Regions from separate parts of the Mus musculus genome. Here region 1 is linked to region 2. Evidence: chromatin contacts called from public Hi-C data. All regions are on one chromosome and are shown on one strand. The core of a region is the stretch at or near the end of the contact, and the rest is flanking DNA. Distances in the headings are between cores, read along the strand shown. Region 1 has its middle 20 kb from the start of Gm15942. Region 2 overlaps Gm41302 (a long non-coding RNA gene).

Region 1 (3,037 bases), core at 86-2,585, 600 kb after region 2:
GGTGGGCAGAATAACGGCCTCAAAGATGTTCTTGTTTCTCTCCTCAGAAAACTGAATTGTTATACCACCAGGAAAGGGGCATGATTAAGGTTAACAACTTCATATGTTTCATGAGTCTAGAAATGCAGGCAAGCGGTGATGTGAAGATTCTGTCTTTGAAATGCGGGCACCCCTCTTAGCTAGCAAAGGTATACGAATACATAATTCCTTAGATCGTTTCAGAAAGGCATGAATGAACCCTGCCAATACCTTGATTTTAGCCCAGTGAGACCCATGGCAGCCTTCAGATCTACAGAATAATAAGTCAGTTTCTTGTATTTCAGATATCAAGTCTGTGGTAATTTCTCAGGACAAACACAGTCCTGTTTGTATTTCTTCCACTTGGAGTGTTCTTCCTCACCATGACTAACTGTAAATGCTCCCCCGCCCACATGTTCCTTGGCTACAGTCACTCCATGAACGCTTAGCTGAAGCTGTGTTCCAGTCAGGTTACATAGTCACTCTAAAACATGTGCTTCCAGGTCTCTGTGCAGCTACCTTAAGTGGGCATAGTGACAGTTGTAAACAGACCCCACCATCTTCCCATAATACCCTATCCTTGGCAGCCAAGACCATACCTTTTCCCTTAGTTCATGTTTTATCACATATCAGACATTCCATGGTCATGAAAGTGAATGCATGAGTGCATGTTTAACTACAACAACTACAACTATCAAAACCCCATACCCACTAACTGTTAGGCAGAAGGGGAAAGCCCTTTTCTCCATGACAAGACCTGGGTGACCTTCCACCCTCAGATTGGGTGACATATTTGTCATCCCTTGAGCATTCTAGCTATTTATAGTGCTGTGGTCCTCCAACTTTGTGCATGGGGCTTGTTTGGACGGCCTAGCCCCGAGGATCCCAGGGGAGGCAGGTGTGCGATGGATAAGCAAACGTGGTCCTAAGAAGCCTGACAGCCACTGTTGTAGGCCTGGCTTATGTGCTCTCAGGTTCTGACCACCTCTGGCTTCTCTGGAAGACTATGCAGACTTCACTTCCAAGCCCAGGTACTGGCCAGCATCACCCCAGCCCACTGTGAATGAGGGAAAAACAACCCCTTCCTCTCTTCCCTAAGCACAGAGCCTTTCTAATAGAGCTCAGCACCTCCTCAGCTGCCCCAGTGCACGGTCCTTTTCCCAGGAATTGTTGCAACACCTCTCTCTCCCTTGTCTGAACCCCAGAGCTTGGTGATAAGACAGAGCAGCAGCAGCAGCAGCTGGGCCTGAGAAGCACTAGGCTGCCAGACAAGTGTGGAAAACCCAGCAGCCTTGAGAGCATGTCTTTGGGTTCACATTACAGCTGACTGAATTGTTTCCAAAATCTGTTTCAGGCCTTGGCTGCATCATCCCATCTGGAAGCAAATCAGCACTGATTGGCCTCATTTCCACCCTTCACATTAGGGCACTTGTGGTAGAAAGAAGCTCCGTTGTGCCTTTCCATGGATGAGAGACACACTGTTCACCTCCTGTCACCTCTGCCATGCTCACATCCCCCCTATTTTTCCATATCCCTAGTCTTGCAAACCTGGTACGATCCAAAAATTCTACCTAAACCATCCCGAGACACACAGTCCCTCTCTCTGAGATGGAAGGTGGGTGAGACACAGAGGCCCTGAGGAAACGGACTCTCATGTGAATGATAATAGTAGGTCAGATCTGCAGAGTGGACAAGGGGTTCATGACAGGGTCCTCACTGGGAGACACAAACACCCCTGCCATCGTCCCTCCCAGGAGGACAGAGAGCCACAGGCCCAGGTGTACAGACTCTCCACCAGTCTGAGGCCACCCACACTGTGGCCTACACACACAGAAAGCTGGTCATACAGGCAAGAAAGTTCCACTGCCTGTCAAAGTGTCATCTACTGTGTTTGCAGTTGCCTCTTGCCAGTGACTACCCTCCCAACACCAGCAGAGAGACACTGGCATCTCCCTTTCCAGTGAAATCCAAAATGGGACTTGCAACATTATGGCTGCTGAGAGCTGGGCATGTCAGCTATGTCACGGCTCCTTGGAAAACGAGAAATAGGAAGTGTTGGTCCAGGTCTCCAGTTGTTCTGACTTTATGAAACTGAACTTTTGCAGTCATTTGAATAATAATTTTAAATGTATTCAACACTTCATTCAAATTCTCTTCCCAGGACTGTTTTCATTCCACATCAGCTGCTGCAGACCTCCGTAGTCGGCAGAATTTCCAGGCATGCATAAACATAAGCAGATACACAGCCACTTACCCAAGAGAAGTTTCACGTACACAGGGAAGTTATTTTTAACTACGGAACCCAGTCAAAACTTTGTATGAAGCAAAATCAGCCAAGAATGAAATTGGTAGACCAAATGATATTTTCATTTTATCTTCTATTTTTACATTCCTCCTAGACATTTCTATCCACGAGTCAAAAGGAACAAAAGGCTGACTGACGATGGTCTCAGTGGCGATGGGAAAAACATAGCCCTGTTATTTTCTGACTCTTCTGCTCAGTGTAAACCTACATATAAGTAGGCTCACATCTCCCTGGTAACATTGCTGCTCTTCAAACGTGTCAGAGTGGAAGTGATTTGTGAAAAGAGAAAAATTAGCTGGGCATGGTGGTTCACACCCAGTGCTTGAGAGGCAGGGGAATTTCTGTGAGTTCACGGACAGCCTAGTTTACAAAGCAAGTTCCAGGACAGCCAGGACTGGTACACATAGAAATCCTGTCTCAAAAAAAAATCAATAAAAGAAAAGAGGGGGAGGGATGGATTTCTATAATGAACGGATATAATGAAACAAAAATTATTGACCTTCTGAGACTTCATCTGTCTTTTTCCCTGATGTGGTCCTAATGACTATGGCTATGATTGCCCCATCAGTGTACTCAGTGAAGCCCATTGTTTATAGACTAGGGATCTAGCTTAGTGGTGGAACACTTAGCTTCCTGGTATGAGCCCCTGGCAGGTCCTAGTGTTTGGGGAGGCTATGAGACCTTTAGGGGATGGGATCTGGCTGATTGAGGTAG
Region 2 (2,942 bases), core at 428-2,927:
TGGTGCCACAGTGAATCATGGCTGCAGAGCCCCCACAGGGAAGGTCCCCCAGGGGCTGCAGTCTGTGCAGATAGGAGCAGTGACTGTTGAAGGCTGACTTATGTCCTGTGTTAACATTAGCAAAGTTAAATATTGTGTCTAGGTTTTCATGTTTGTATATCTCTTTTAAATTATGTTCATATACTATGCCATTATGCTATAGAATACATACTTTTTTTTTTTAAAGGTCAAGCATGGTGGCCCATGCCTTTAATCCTAGCATCCAGGAGGCAGAGGTTGGTGGATCTCTGTGAGTTTGAGGCCAGCCTGGTGAGTTTTAGGACAGCCAGAACTACATAGAGAGATCATCAAAAAAAAAAAAAAAAAAATTCACTATTTTAAAACCCATTTCACTGTTAAGTAATTAAAAGTCTAATTCCAAAATCTGTTGATTTCTACTGTTTTTGTTTTGCTTTGGTAGACTAGATCTCTTCTTCCTCTTCTTCTTCCTCCTCTCCTCCTTTTTTGTTTTTTTGTTTTTTGTTTGTTTGTTTGTTTGTTTTGGTTTGGTTTGGTTTTGGTTTTTTGGGTTTTTTTGAGAGAGGTTTTTTCTGTGTGGTCCTGGCTGTCTTGAAACTCACTCTGTAGACCAGGCTGACCTCGAACTCAGAAATCCACCTGCCTCTGCCTCCCAAGTGCTGGGATTAAAGGCGTGCGCCACCACCACCTGGCTTCACTTACCTTTCAAAGTTCAATTTATTTCAATTCTAGGTTTTAAGACTGCTTAAATCTGAAGTGTCACAGATGAGAAAGTGAAAAATGCCGTTTCCCAAGGACTCTGACTTCCTAACCTTCTGACCCCCAAGACATTTATTTTCTCTACATCCTGGGGGATCAAGTTCTCAGCTCTGGTCATCTTGCTTTACAGACATAGCCATTTCCTTGTGTTTGTGTCTCTGAATCAAAAAGTAATTAACTCTAGGATCTTTATTAATAAAATAATAATTATTATTATTTTACCTTTTCTTGTATGTGCATTAGTGTTTTACCTACATGTATGACTATGTGAGAGTGTAAGATCTTGGAATTACAGACTGCAGTGAGCTACCATGTGGATGCTGGGATTTGTACCCCGATCCTCTGGAAGAGCTGCCAGTGTCCTTAACTGCTGAGCCATCTCTCTGGACCCACTCTAAGACCACCTCTGTGCCTACATTCTGTGGCTGTGGGTGGAGGGGAGAGTGAAAAATGGAGAAAGCAATCTGCTTCCAACCCCCCAACTTGGAGGCTCCTCAGCGGAGCACCAGCAGGATTCTGAGAGACTCCTCTCTGCCCACTCCACAGTTGTGGGCCACTCCTTCACTCCTCAAGTTGGAATTGGTCCTCGGCATGGCAGTTTCAAAGTATGATCACCAAGCCTTCGACTCTTTTTGTTTACCTTCTCAGTCATAAACGTTCATTCCGTTCCTTGTGTGCAACTTGTATTAAACCACACACTGATTTATTGAGCTCTCCATGGCAGAAGCTGAAGTGAAGATATAAATCGCCATGCAGTCAAGGAAACTCTCTGTAACAGAATCAGCCAGTCTGCTCCTGAGAAGCCTGGGAAATGGCCACCAACACATCCCTGTGTGCTCTTCCGCCCGCCTCCTCATACTTTCTCCTTGTTCTGATGACACACCAATTCCAGGAGCACATGCTGTCACACCCATGCATTTTCCACTGGCCTCATGAGAGGGAGCCTTAGATGAGACTTATGTGTCTCTGCAGAGAGTGGAGAACACGTGCTCCAAGTCTCGCAGGGCAGCGGGCAGAGTTCCAGTCCTGTTTCAGTTCCGTAGCACTGCCTGGGAACACAGCAGGGAAATAAGTTGTTTTGAATAATATGTTGGCTTCTAGTGCACATGCTCGTGCACACCCACACACACCCACACACCCACACACACCCACACATCCACATGCACACACACACACCACACACACACTCTCTCTCTCTCTCTCTCTCTCTCTCTCTCTCTCTCTCGAGTACACACACACACACACATGCACACACACATCACACTCTCTCGAGAGCGTGCACACCCACCCACACCCACATATGCACACCCACATATGCACACCCACACTCACCCACACATCCACATGCACATACACACACACACACACACACACATCCACATGCACACACACACCACACTCTCTCGTGCACACACACACACACACACACACACACACACACCTTTCGGGAGGAAACTCCTCCCTGATTTCAATCATACAGTGTAGTTATAGGGGCCAGTCAAGCATCCCATTTTAATGTAGCCATGACACTTTCTAAGATTGTGGGTCTCTGGGAGGTGGCAGTGGAAGTTTGCACACTCCTGTCCCAGATGGCTGGATTGGGAAAGCTGGCAGAAAGTATTCAGCAGCCATGGTGCCTACATGGAATGAGTCAGCCTTTGGAGGCAAAAGAGGAGCTTCCATATACAGAGAAGCAAGCAAGAAAGGAAGAAGGGAAGGAGGGAAGGAAGGAAGGAAGGAAGGAAGGAAGGAAGGAAGGAAGGAAAGAAGGAAGGATGGACGGAGAGAGGGAGGGAGGGAAGGAAGGAAGGAAGGAGAGAGGGAGGGAGGAAGGGAGGGAGGGAGGGAAGGAAGAAAGGAGAGAGGGGGGGGGAAGGAAGGAGAGAAGGAAGGAAATAGGGAAGGGGGAAAGAGGGAGAGAAGGTAGGAGGCAAGGTAGGAACAAAGGAAGGAGAGAAGGAAGGAAGGAAGGGAGGGAGGGAAAGAAGAGAGGGAAGGAGGGAGGGAGAGAGGGAAGGAAGGAAGAAGGGAGGGAGGAAAGGAAGGAAGGGAGGAGGGAAGGTAGCAACAAAGGAAGGAGGGAGGGAAGGTAGGAGGAAAGGAAGAAAGGAGGGAGTGAGGGAGAGAAGGAAGGAAGGGAGGGAGGAAGGAAGGAAGAAGAAACA

The links. A called contact is a pair of places that touch in the nucleus more often than the background predicts.
Region 1: a contact with region 2 is called in a Hi-C map of cerebral cortex, with 2.2 times the contacts expected there. The contact joins two enhancer-like sites. A contact is called at or near these places in 3 of 484 Hi-C or Micro-C datasets (cardiomyocytes, cerebral cortex and cortical neurons).

The regions. Positions count from the first base shown.
Region 1 is chr15:37,718,991-37,722,027 of GRCm38.p6, forward strand. It overlaps a transcript of Ncald not described here. Among named protein-coding and RNA genes, the nearest start is that of Gm15942, 20 kb to the left of the region's middle. Within about 2 kb of position 1,336, at least 48 of the 459 cell types and tissues checked have an H3K27ac peak or open chromatin away from gene starts, as enhancers often do. A contact at or near this core is called in cerebral cortex, where this site is marked.
Region 2 is chr15:37,122,769-37,125,710 of GRCm38.p6, forward strand. It overlaps Gm41302 (a long non-coding RNA gene), which reads right to left. Exons shown (of 3, transcript XR_875170.3): 3 at 1,259-1,826. Among named protein-coding and RNA genes, the nearest start is that of Gm41301, 12 kb to the right of the region's middle. Within about 2 kb of position 1,678, at least 15 of the 459 cell types and tissues checked have an H3K27ac peak or open chromatin away from gene starts, as enhancers often do. A contact at or near this core is called in cerebral cortex, where this site is marked.